Linked DNA regions of Mus musculus: region 1 is linked to region 2. A link is a contact called in public ChIA-PET data. All regions are on one chromosome and are shown on one strand. Each heading gives the region's core, a stretch centred on a gene start, on an enhancer-like site or on the middle of the called end of the contact. The rest is flanking DNA. Distances are from core to core; before and after follow the strand shown. Region 1 overlaps Phf14 (PHD finger protein 14). Region 2 holds the start of Phf14 (PHD finger protein 14).

Region 1 (5,082 bases), core at 2,567-5,066, 110 kb after region 2:
ACTCTGTTAACACCACTTCCTAGAACCTCTGGTTCTGTCTTTTGCCCAAGAAAATGGCCAGAATTTGAGCTCTCTGTATTGAGATCATTGAGGAATTTCCTGCAGTGTCTTGGCTGCTATTCAGGTCGGGTGTTTTTCCTTGCCGTGCCTCATCAGACATGCAGTGCCTGAGTGCACCATCGAAATGTCTTTTTCCAAAGCAGCCTTGAATGCTTATTGAACATTTTAGGACAGACGAGAGCTTATAGCACCAAAGAATGCAAGGAGTAATATTGCCCTCTTTCCATCACTGTTCTTAAACATTTTTCAACATCCCTGCCACTCAAAATGTTTTCCTGGTGCTTTTGACCTGCCTTGCTTTATAAAAAGTAGAACTTAGTGATTTAAAGTCGTCAATGGAATTAAAGTTAGGGATTTTGTTGTTGTTGTTGTTGCATCATGAGAAGACTAGATTCTGAGAAAAGAATTAGAAAATAAACAGAATTCCTTAAAGGAATCCTTATACTTAAAGGTGGTTTTTAAAGGATATGTTCCTGTTAGGAAAGATTAGGAAAAGGATATTCAATTTTCAAAGCATTCATGTCTGTTAAAGTTTTTGAAAATTTGGGGGTTAAAAACAAAATGTTCACTTACCATGACCTTTCCCTAATTTTTATTAAAATGAACCTAATTTTTCTAATCAGGTTAATTTAAGGATATTGTTAGACATGTAGAAGAACTAAACCAGCCCACCACATTTAATATTTATGGTGTGACTTAATTTTATCATGTTCTCTTATCATTTTAATAATTACTGTATAATTTTTAGATGTCCAGGAAAGCTAAACCTTTAAGTAAATTTGTGTGACTCATATTTTATGTTATCATTAATTATAATTAATTCATTATGATTGCATAAAATGACTGCAAGAAGATTTTTAAAAATCTAGACGCTTATATATGGTTTACATATATGTAGTCAATTTCCATAGTTAATTATATAGTTTCTGGGATATTAAATTGTAAGTAGGATAAATCTTGTTGGTTTTTTTTTGGTTTTTTGTTTTTGTTTTTTTTGTTGTTGTTGTTGTTTTTGTTTTTGTTTTGAGTCAAGGTTTCTCTGTGTAGCTCTGGCTGTCCTGGAACTCACTCTGTAGACCAGGCTGGCCTCGAACTCAGAAATCCGCCTGCCTCTGCCTCCCAAGTGCTGGGATTAAAGGCATGTGCCACCACTGCCTGGCAAATCATGTTTTCAAATACATTTAACAGTGAAATGTTTGTTTTATTTATTTATCTACTTAAAAAGATTAATTTTGAATTTTTGACTTACTTTCCATTGTATATTTATATTATTAATTTACACATGATCATTTATTACATTTATCGATATTTATATTCTTCATGTAGCAAAAGTGCTTCTCCTTAGGGCTCGAGAGAGGCCTGTCTGTGAAATGCTTCTTGTGTAAGGATGAAGACTTGAGTTCCAATCCTCAGGTCCCATATATAAATTGAGTGTGGAAGGGCATGCTTGTAATCCCAGCTTGTAATCTCCTGAAGACAGAAACAGGAGAATCCAGGGGTTTACTGGCCAGCCAACTGATACCAATCAGTGAACAACAGGTTTAGTGAGGGATTTCCATCTCAAGAAAATAAATAACAATTATAATGAGTTGGAGAGTAATTGAGGAAGACACCTGATTTCAGACTGTAGCCTCCACACACATTTGCACACTCACCCATCCATATTTATGTGCACACACATATACATACATAAACACACAAACAAATATACATTCAGAGAGAGAAATATTTAAGCATGCAGGATGGAATCTCTAACCAGTTCTGTTACTGTTAAAATGGATTACCTTGAATTAAGTTGACTTGTCATTTTGTCGTCTATCATTTTTTAAATTTAGAGATTCCAAAACAAAACAATATGCAAATCAGACAATAATCTGGAAATTCATATCTGACCATTCATTTAGGACTTGCATTCTCTCCCTGCATTGACTTGAAGCAACATAGAACAAATGTGTGTTAGAGAGGGATAGTCAAGTCTCTTGTGGTATGTAAGTGCTCTAGTCAGAAATGGACAGTTTCTCTCCAAGGGCGCTATCGTGTTTTCTCTTAAAATTTTCAATTCTTAAAACCCCAAGACAAATTTAATCTAATACAGTTTAGTATTAGAACCCAAATACATAGTTTTTTTTTATTTTATTTATTTCCTGTATTCTAAATGAACATCATATTTTATCCATTATTTGTCTATCAGGAGTTTAACTTTATATTGGCTTTGTTTTTAATCCATAAAAATATATCATTTTGGCCGGGCAGTAGTGTCACAAGCCTTTAATCCCAACACATGGATGGCAGAGGCAGGGGGATTTCTGAGTTAAAGGCCAGCCTGATCTACAGAGTGAGTTCCAGGACAGCCAGGGCTACACAGAGAAACTCTGTCTCAACAAAACCAACAAAACAAAACAAAACAAAACCCCTCATTTTAATGAGCTAGGGGTAAAGGGAATTAACAGTAGGATTAAGGCACATATTTGGGGTTTGGTGCTGAATTGTGGTATCTAGAAAATTATGTGTTATAACTTAGGCACAAAGGAGTATTACTTCCAAGTATCTTTGAACTGGCAACTATAGGAATTATCCAATTAGATTTTGGTCCCAGACTCTGCCCTCTACATGTGCTGTGTCTAGATGTGCATATCTTCTTTTAGATATGAATGATCTGTGCTATAGAATCAGCAAACAATGGGAAATTTAATTAATCCCAGTATATGTTAAAAGTCCCGGTGTGAATTGCTTAGTATTAAGAGTTCTCTTGTACAGAACAGTTTGGTAGTGTTTGACAGGTCTGCTGGCTTCCACTCTGGTTCCCACTCACTGTGTTCCTGTCACGTTTTTGGTGCTTTCCATATTGATTCTTTTAATCCCCATGGCAATAATCTCTCAGATACAGATAGGAATCAGAAACTAACTTTATTTGTGGTCTGTGAGGAAATGAAGGAGTGTAATCAAAGTGGCTACTGAATGTAAGCCATCTTAACTATCAAGCCCATGCATTTGTCATTAGGTATGCTACCTCACTCCACTGCATTGTACTGACTTAACATGCATGACGCAACCAAGCACAGCAGATACTTAGTAGTAATGATTCAGTAATGATTAATCTGTTGGTGAAACTTTGAAAATATGTTTTCTATATTAATTCCAAAGGGAGCTAAATGGATACAAATGGAGTAAATGCTAGGTTAAAACATACTCTTTGATTTTAAAATACTGCAGCCTTTTATCTTGACATGTGAGAGCTGAATATAAGTCATGCTGCTTATTGTAGCATCTAGAGAGATTAAAAATATTAGGTGAAAGTTAGTAAGAAAGGGAATATTAAAATTAACTTTTGGTTTTACCACAGTTAAAGACAAACTTGGATTTAATTGAAGTTTAAAACTTCATCATGTTATGCAAATACATATCATCCATATGATATGAATGCATGTATTTTCATCACATTTCCATGGATGCATGTATTTTCAAAGGACTGTCATAAGTAATTCCAAAATCCGTTTCAGTTTTCTGTTAGTCTCCATTACTTTGCACATAATTGCAAGTGAAATATGCTTACATTATAAATGCTTACTCCCTTTAGAATATGCGTTAGCTGTGTGGCTTAATGCTGAGACAAAGGACTCATTCGCATTCCCTGTTGCTCAAGCTCCCCACTTAGGGCCTAAGGAGCTGGAAACTGTAGCACAGGGTTTGCAGCTCTTGCCATTGCTTCTCGTGTGTTTACAAGCACAGCCTTTCCCTTAGCCTTGCTTCCCCGTGATTGTTTTCCGTGTGATGTTTTGTGTGGTTCGTGGTCTGTGGTTGAGTTTGGCGTGGTAGCTCCCCTCAGTACTGCTTTATTTCTCTGTGTGCCTCTTTTCACTTTCTTTTTCTCAGTGGAACTTAGAAGCATTAAACACATCTTTCTAGTAGTTAAATTTAAAAAATGAACATTTTATAATGTGACTATTAATCTATACAGCTCTAAATATGTGAAAGAAATGGTAAATTTTGTTTCTACATAGTCAAAAAATGTTACTTCTAACCTCTAAGCCCTTAAGATTTCTCCTACCAAAATCAAAGAAGAAAGTTAGCAAATACTATCAGCCATGCATTTCTAATTCAGTCTTTTTCAGAGGAAGCCAAGTATAAAGATGAGGGACAGTTGTATGTTCCCTTGAATATTGTAAAATTGCCATTCTTGATAACAAAAGCAGCACACAGCTACTTTTCAAAGTAGTAATTGATAACATATTTTCCTTTATATTTAAGCCCTTCTCTCATAGAATAGATCTATTTTGACAGTCAGAGCTATTACCAATAATAAAAGAGGAGGCAGCTCAGTGTTCAAAAAGTAAAGTATTCACTTGTAATCAGTACGAACCTGCTCGAGATCATGGCACTTAGGGTGAGGATTTCTCTCTCTTTGTTATTTGAATCTACTGTGGTATTATTAGTATGTTTCATAAGACATAGTTCAGAGCTGCTATGATCTTTAAATGTTAATGCTCTTTTCTTATCACTTTACTGTGTAGATACCCTTCATGAGACCCAACTCTGCCACAGCTCATCCTCGGAGGCAATCCCGGAAACCTCTTTTATAAGTGTGATTTTAAAATGTGGATAAAACTCTCAATAGAGCATATAAACTAAAGGAGAACAGCTATCTTGTTCTTCCCATAAGCTTATCACTGCAGAAAGTGCTTTTGCTTGTCAAGTTTGGATAGAATGTAATTGATTGCTTTATTATATGGGTAGACAAGGCAGTTAATTTGCCTGTGTGGATTTTTTTCCCTTTTTCTGTTTTTCTGCTCTCTCTCTCTCTCTCTCTTTCTCTCTCTCTCTCTCTCTCTCTCTCTCTCTCTCTGTCTCTCTCTCTTTCTCTCTCTATCTGTTACAATATTCAGAAACACTCGGTGTATGCATTATTAAAAACAATAGTGGTAAATGTCTTGTCAGAATTATTTTAGTTGGTAAATGTCTTTCCTCTTGTTTCTTTGGCATAAGACAATACAATACAGTATTTGGACTGAAAATTAAAGAAAG
Region 2 (5,061 bases), core at 1,237-3,736:
TATGAGTATAAATATAAATTGCTCTAGAATGCTTTTCCTTTGTGTTTCCTCCTCTCTGAATGTGTGTATTCTTTCTCTGGTTGTCCAGAGTAACAAACAGTAATTTACTTGATTATATATTCAGTTGTATCTCAACCTGTGGCTGGGAAAAGACAATAATCATTTTGGTACATTCCTTAAATTGCTATATATGGTATTTATTAAATATGTTTCAATGAAAATATCTTTGAAGAGTTTCCTCCTCATTGCATTCGGTGATTTGATGTCTATAAATTTCACAATTTTTCAAAACATTTCATTTCCCATTCTAAACATACTGACATTCAACATGTATTTGTGGAATAAATAAATGAGTTTAATTGGTTTCATTCAAACCTTTGTGTAATATCAATATAAGATTTGCCATATTTGTATTATGTTCTTTTTTCCTCTTAGTAATACTGAGTACTGTGGTTTATTTATATGGATGTCTTCCAATCAAATGTGGTTGGTTACTCCTGTAACCTTTGTGCCACTACTGCACCAGCATATCTTGGAGGCAGGTTGCTTTGTCTGAGGCCAGATCTCAGTGTTTGTGCTTGGGAGGTGCTGATGATTACGTTTCTCGTCCTCTCATAGTGTGCAGAGCACCTTAACCTTAGCCATTAGGGATGGAACTTCTAGTTGAGCACCAGTTTAATGTTCAATAATATAAGTAGTGTCTTCAGCAGTAGGGATTTGCTATCAGGTTGTAGAGATCAAGTAACAATAGTCTGTGATACTTGAAGGGTTGTATGGAATCTGTCCAGTGACTCAACAGGAGAGAACCCATTTGTAGCACTGGAGTTTTCACTTGGTGAGATAAGCTATCTAGTTGAGGCATTGTCTCCCCCAGTATATGGGGGAGTAAATATATTCTATTTCATTTCCTTGCATATTGTATTTGCTTTAAAGAGCCTCTATGCTTGTAGATTTCTGTTGTAACACAGTCCCCAGAATGCTGTTTTCTTAGTGAGGAGAATTGGTGAAGAGAATTCTGAGTGCTTGGGAGACTATAAGACAACAAGACAAGAGTCTTGGAGCTCAGTTTCTTCAGAACACAGAACTTGCTTTTGGACTGCTTCGTGCTCCTCCCAGGTGTAGTGAATAGGAGTGAGTTTATTTCAGCTTATCCATCACAGCTAACTATTGTTATTTGTTTATTACCACCAAGGAAAAGACATTTTTGACATGTGCAGCTTTCCTTGCAATTGGACTCTTTACTCTTGTGATTCTTAACTCTTACAGTTTAAATTTTCTGATGTTCTGAATAAAGTTAGCTATTGCATGAGAACTTAGTCTACCTTCTTTTTAGGTTCTGTTATCCCAGGCCCCTGTAGAGTGGTAAACAGTTTTTCCATATATTTTTTGAAGGGGTCTTTAGTGTTAGTTGTCTTCTCTATATTTCCCACCCCCATTAGACTTTTTTTTCACTAGCATCTTAACTTCACCTTCAGATTCGTTCATTAGCCTATTAAAGCCAGTCCTGGGCTTGGCTCCTGTCTGCCTTGTTTCTGAGGCTTACTTACTTACTGGAGTTACACAAAATAGTTGTCTTTCTTCTTTTCTTTTTAACTTATGTTCCTAACTTTGAAAAATGGAATATTTGTCTTTTTGAGTCCTAGTTACCTCACGCAGGATAATTTTTGCTATGTTTGTCCATTTTCTTGCAAATTTCATTTTTCTTAACAGCTGAATAATATTCCATTGTGTAACTATAAAACATTTTCACTATTCAACCATTAGCTTATGGACATCTATAATGTTTCTAAATTTTGGTGATTATATAGAGAGCAGCAATGGACATGAATGAGCAAATATCAACGTCTGAGTGGTGTCTTAGTCAGTGTTTCTATTCGTACACAAAACATCATGGCCAAGAAGCAAGTTGGGGAGGAAAGGGTTTATTCAGCTTACACTTGCACATTGCTGTTCATCACCAAAGGAAGTCATGACAGGAACTCAAGCAGGTCAGGAACTTGGAGGCTGAAGTGGATGCAGAAGCCATGGAGGAGTTCTGTTTACTGTCTTTCTTCCCCTGGCTTTCTTATAGAATCAAAGAATACTAGCCCAGGGATGGCACTACCCATGATGGGCTAGGCCCTCAGTGCTTGATCACTATTTGAGAAAATACCTTACAGCTGGATCTCTTGGAGGCATTTCCTCAAGGGAGGCTCCTTTGATTACTCCAGCTTGTGTTAAGTTGATACACAAAACTAGGAAGTACAAGTGTTATAGTCGAATCTTGAGGTAGATGGAGACTCAGCTTCGTGAGGAACCTGTACTCTGATTTCCATAGTAGCTGTACCAGTTTTCACTCCCACCAGCAATGACTAGTTCTTAGGCAGATGGATGGAACTAGAGAATCTGTGAATATTCTTAAAGTTACTGAGTTCCGGCGAGGGAGCGAGTGCGCGCATGCGCCCTCAGCTTCGGCTGCCCAGGGCGGCGTTTCCGCGGCGGCTTTCACTTCCTCCTTGTCGGAGCTGTATCCGGGTCGCTGTTCTCCCTATTGTCTCTGACAGAAGGCCCTCCGCTGTGCAAATTCTGGGTCTTTTGTTGCTTCTGGTGCAGGCTAATAAAGTTTTCTTTTTATTTCCAGTTTTTACCGGGGCAGTTCCCCTCGCAGGGCGGCCGGTTCGGGCCTAGCGCCCCTGGCCGGGGAGCGCGGGGGAAGGGGCGCCGGGCGGGCGGGCGGGCGGGCGCGGGGCGTGGGGAGGGACAGTAGCCCACCCCCGGGGTCGCCCCTGCTCGGTCGGCGCAGCGCCCTGCCTCGGTAGCTGCTCTCCGACCGGTCTCCTTGGTCCTCTGCGCGTCCCTGCTGCCTTGCCTCTCGCAGCCTTCCCTAGCTCTCCAAACGACCACCTCACGGATTCCTTAGTAAGTGTCTCCGAGGCCTCAGCCCCGCGCCACTTCTCCTTTCAAGTCAGGCGGTGCTGAGCAGGGAGGGCCGGGTGGGTCCTGCAGGACAGACAGACAGACGGACCCTTGCTGGAAGCTGCTCCGTGGTCCCTTGGCTTCCGAGATAGCGTGCGTGGCCGTACGTTGTCTGAGTGAGGGATTACCGAGTGGTCAGAAGTTAGGCGGGGGTCTGCGAGGATGTGGGCTGTTTGCATTGGTCCTGGCCTAACGTCAGGGGCAGCCAGGCTCTCTGCATCCAGCGCCCCCAAACCCAACTTTTCCCACCAAGCTCAGTGTGGAGAAGTCAATTGGAGATTCCGTGCAGTGCACGAAGTCATTTCTATTTCCCCCAGCATCACAGTTCTCCCTGTTTGGTGAGATTGTAAAATGATTGTAATTTTTTCTCTTAACAGTGGATCGCAGCTCCAAGAGGAGGCAGGTGAAGCCTTTGGCCGCTTCTCTCCTGGAAGCTCTTGATTATGATAGTTCAGATGACAGTGATTTTAAAGTTGGAGATGCTTCAGGTAAATGTTTGCTTTCTCTCCCTTTCACAGCTTTCTGCCGTTCACTGCATTTTTAACTTTTTAATTTTTTTTTGAGACTTTTGATTAAAATGTTCATTTACTGTGCACACAAACCATTTATTTTGGTCATTTAATTTCTCACATTAACCTAAGAACCTCTCATTAGAACCTACTATGGCTTCTGCTTCCGTCCAGATTTACTCAGATGGTTAGCTGGTAGGGAGGAAGCCTTATTCAAAAAGGAGAAACATTTTTCCCAATCTATACCCTAAACTATATTTATGCTTATATACTCGAGTGAAGACTTGAGGTACCCCAGATGTAGAAGAGTATATTATGAATAATATGGACCACAATATTCTTGCGCAGTGTTACTCCCATATCAGCCCCCTAGGCATACTTAGGGGAGTTCTTTTTGTGCACGAGCTCGCTAACAATGAAGCCCAAGGAAACCTTGTGCTTTAAAACAGCAGGTACCGTGGCCCAGTGCCTTGAGTGCTTGCTTATTCCAGTTAGTGATGTGAAGAGGTGGTGAACTTGTATGTTCACATAGTTTAAAAGCAGAGAGGGAACATTAGAGGTTTTCTTTGTGCATTCTTCTTCTGTGTACTTAATGTATTAAGTTTCAGTTAAGGCAACCCGAGAAACAGAATGATACAGGCTGTTGTATCTGCAAAGCATCAGTGGACACCTGAACATTAAGACCTTTTTGTATTTCGCTCCCATTGATGAACATTTAGATAAAGTATAAGATAAAAGCCTGTCTGAGTTCAGCTCTTCTGAGGCTCTTATCTTGAAGCAGTGGGAGCATACGCAGGGCCTTTCACAGGCTCTGCTGCTAGACCACACTTGCAGTCCGTCTGACATAGTTTAATATCCCATCATGCACCAGCCCCTCTGACATGTTACCGTCCCATCAGGCAGTCTGAGAGTTTGGAACGTCTTGCTCCTTTTCTCCGACACTCTCACCTCTCTTTTTAAAGGTGGTGAGAAGAGATGAAATTAGTTTGCATCAGCCAGGTACTCCTGGCACATGCCTTTAATCCTAGCAGTGGGGAGGAACTCTGCGAGTTGGAAGGCAGCCAGGGCTACAGAGTCAAACCTTGTCTTAGAAAACAAACAAAAAATTCCTTGGATTGTGTTACTCTTAACAGCATCAGCAGACAGTTTGCATTGTGATTTGCTACAGAATCTCGTTTAACTTTATAATAGCTCATGTAGGAGATACTCCTTCACAGTCATAGAGGAACTGAGTTTAAAGGACTGCTCATGACGTTCTTCAGAAACTGATAGCCAGTGGGTCCGACTACGCTAAAAGTGGATTGATAGAATCTCAAATCAAAATGGCCTGGCAATTGTGGCAACTAATGAGTTCACGCCAGCCGTCAACACTCAAAAAATTACCTCGATTAACTGTTTTCTAACCTTCACGTTGCAGCTCTTTATCTCCTATGTAGTTGATTCACTGAGGTTTGGTACTTTCAAAGAAGGAAAACAAGGAAAGGGAAAGGAGGTAAATGACTTCTTCCTAGGGTTGACTAACAGGAGTATTCTTTGCTGAAAGGTAGTACTGGTGCATAGGTGAGGTTTAAAATGAGAAGTTGCTACCGTTTAAAAG

Evidence for each region. ChIA-PET counts read pairs in DNA pulled down with a chosen protein or histone mark.
Region 1: a contact with region 2 is called in an RNA polymerase II ChIA-PET map of memory CD8 T cells, with 165 read pairs. The contact joins the enhancer-like site here to the promoter of Phf14 in region 2. A contact is called at or near these places in 2 of 484 Hi-C or Micro-C datasets (liver and nephron progenitors), 3 of 115 datasets of contacts at active chromatin or transcription factors (embryonic stem cells, hepatocytes and memory CD8 T cells) and 3 of 9 other capture datasets (adipose tissue, liver and pancreatic islet).

Annotation. Positions count from the first base shown.
Region 1 is chr6:12,034,640-12,039,721 of GRCm38.p6, forward strand. The region is part of intron 16 of Phf14 (PHD finger protein 14); the gene reads left to right. Among named protein-coding and RNA genes, the nearest start is that of Phf14, 110 kb to the left of the region's middle. Within about 2 kb of position 3,817, at least 30 of the 459 cell types and tissues checked have an H3K27ac peak or open chromatin away from gene starts, as enhancers often do. A contact at or near this core is called in memory CD8 T cells, where this site is marked.
Region 2 is chr6:11,923,395-11,928,455 of GRCm38.p6, forward strand. Phf14 (PHD finger protein 14) reads left to right here and starts at 2,487. Exons shown (of 18, transcript NM_001168382.2): 1 at 2,487-2,898; 2 at 3,333-3,443. The coding sequence starts at 2,898.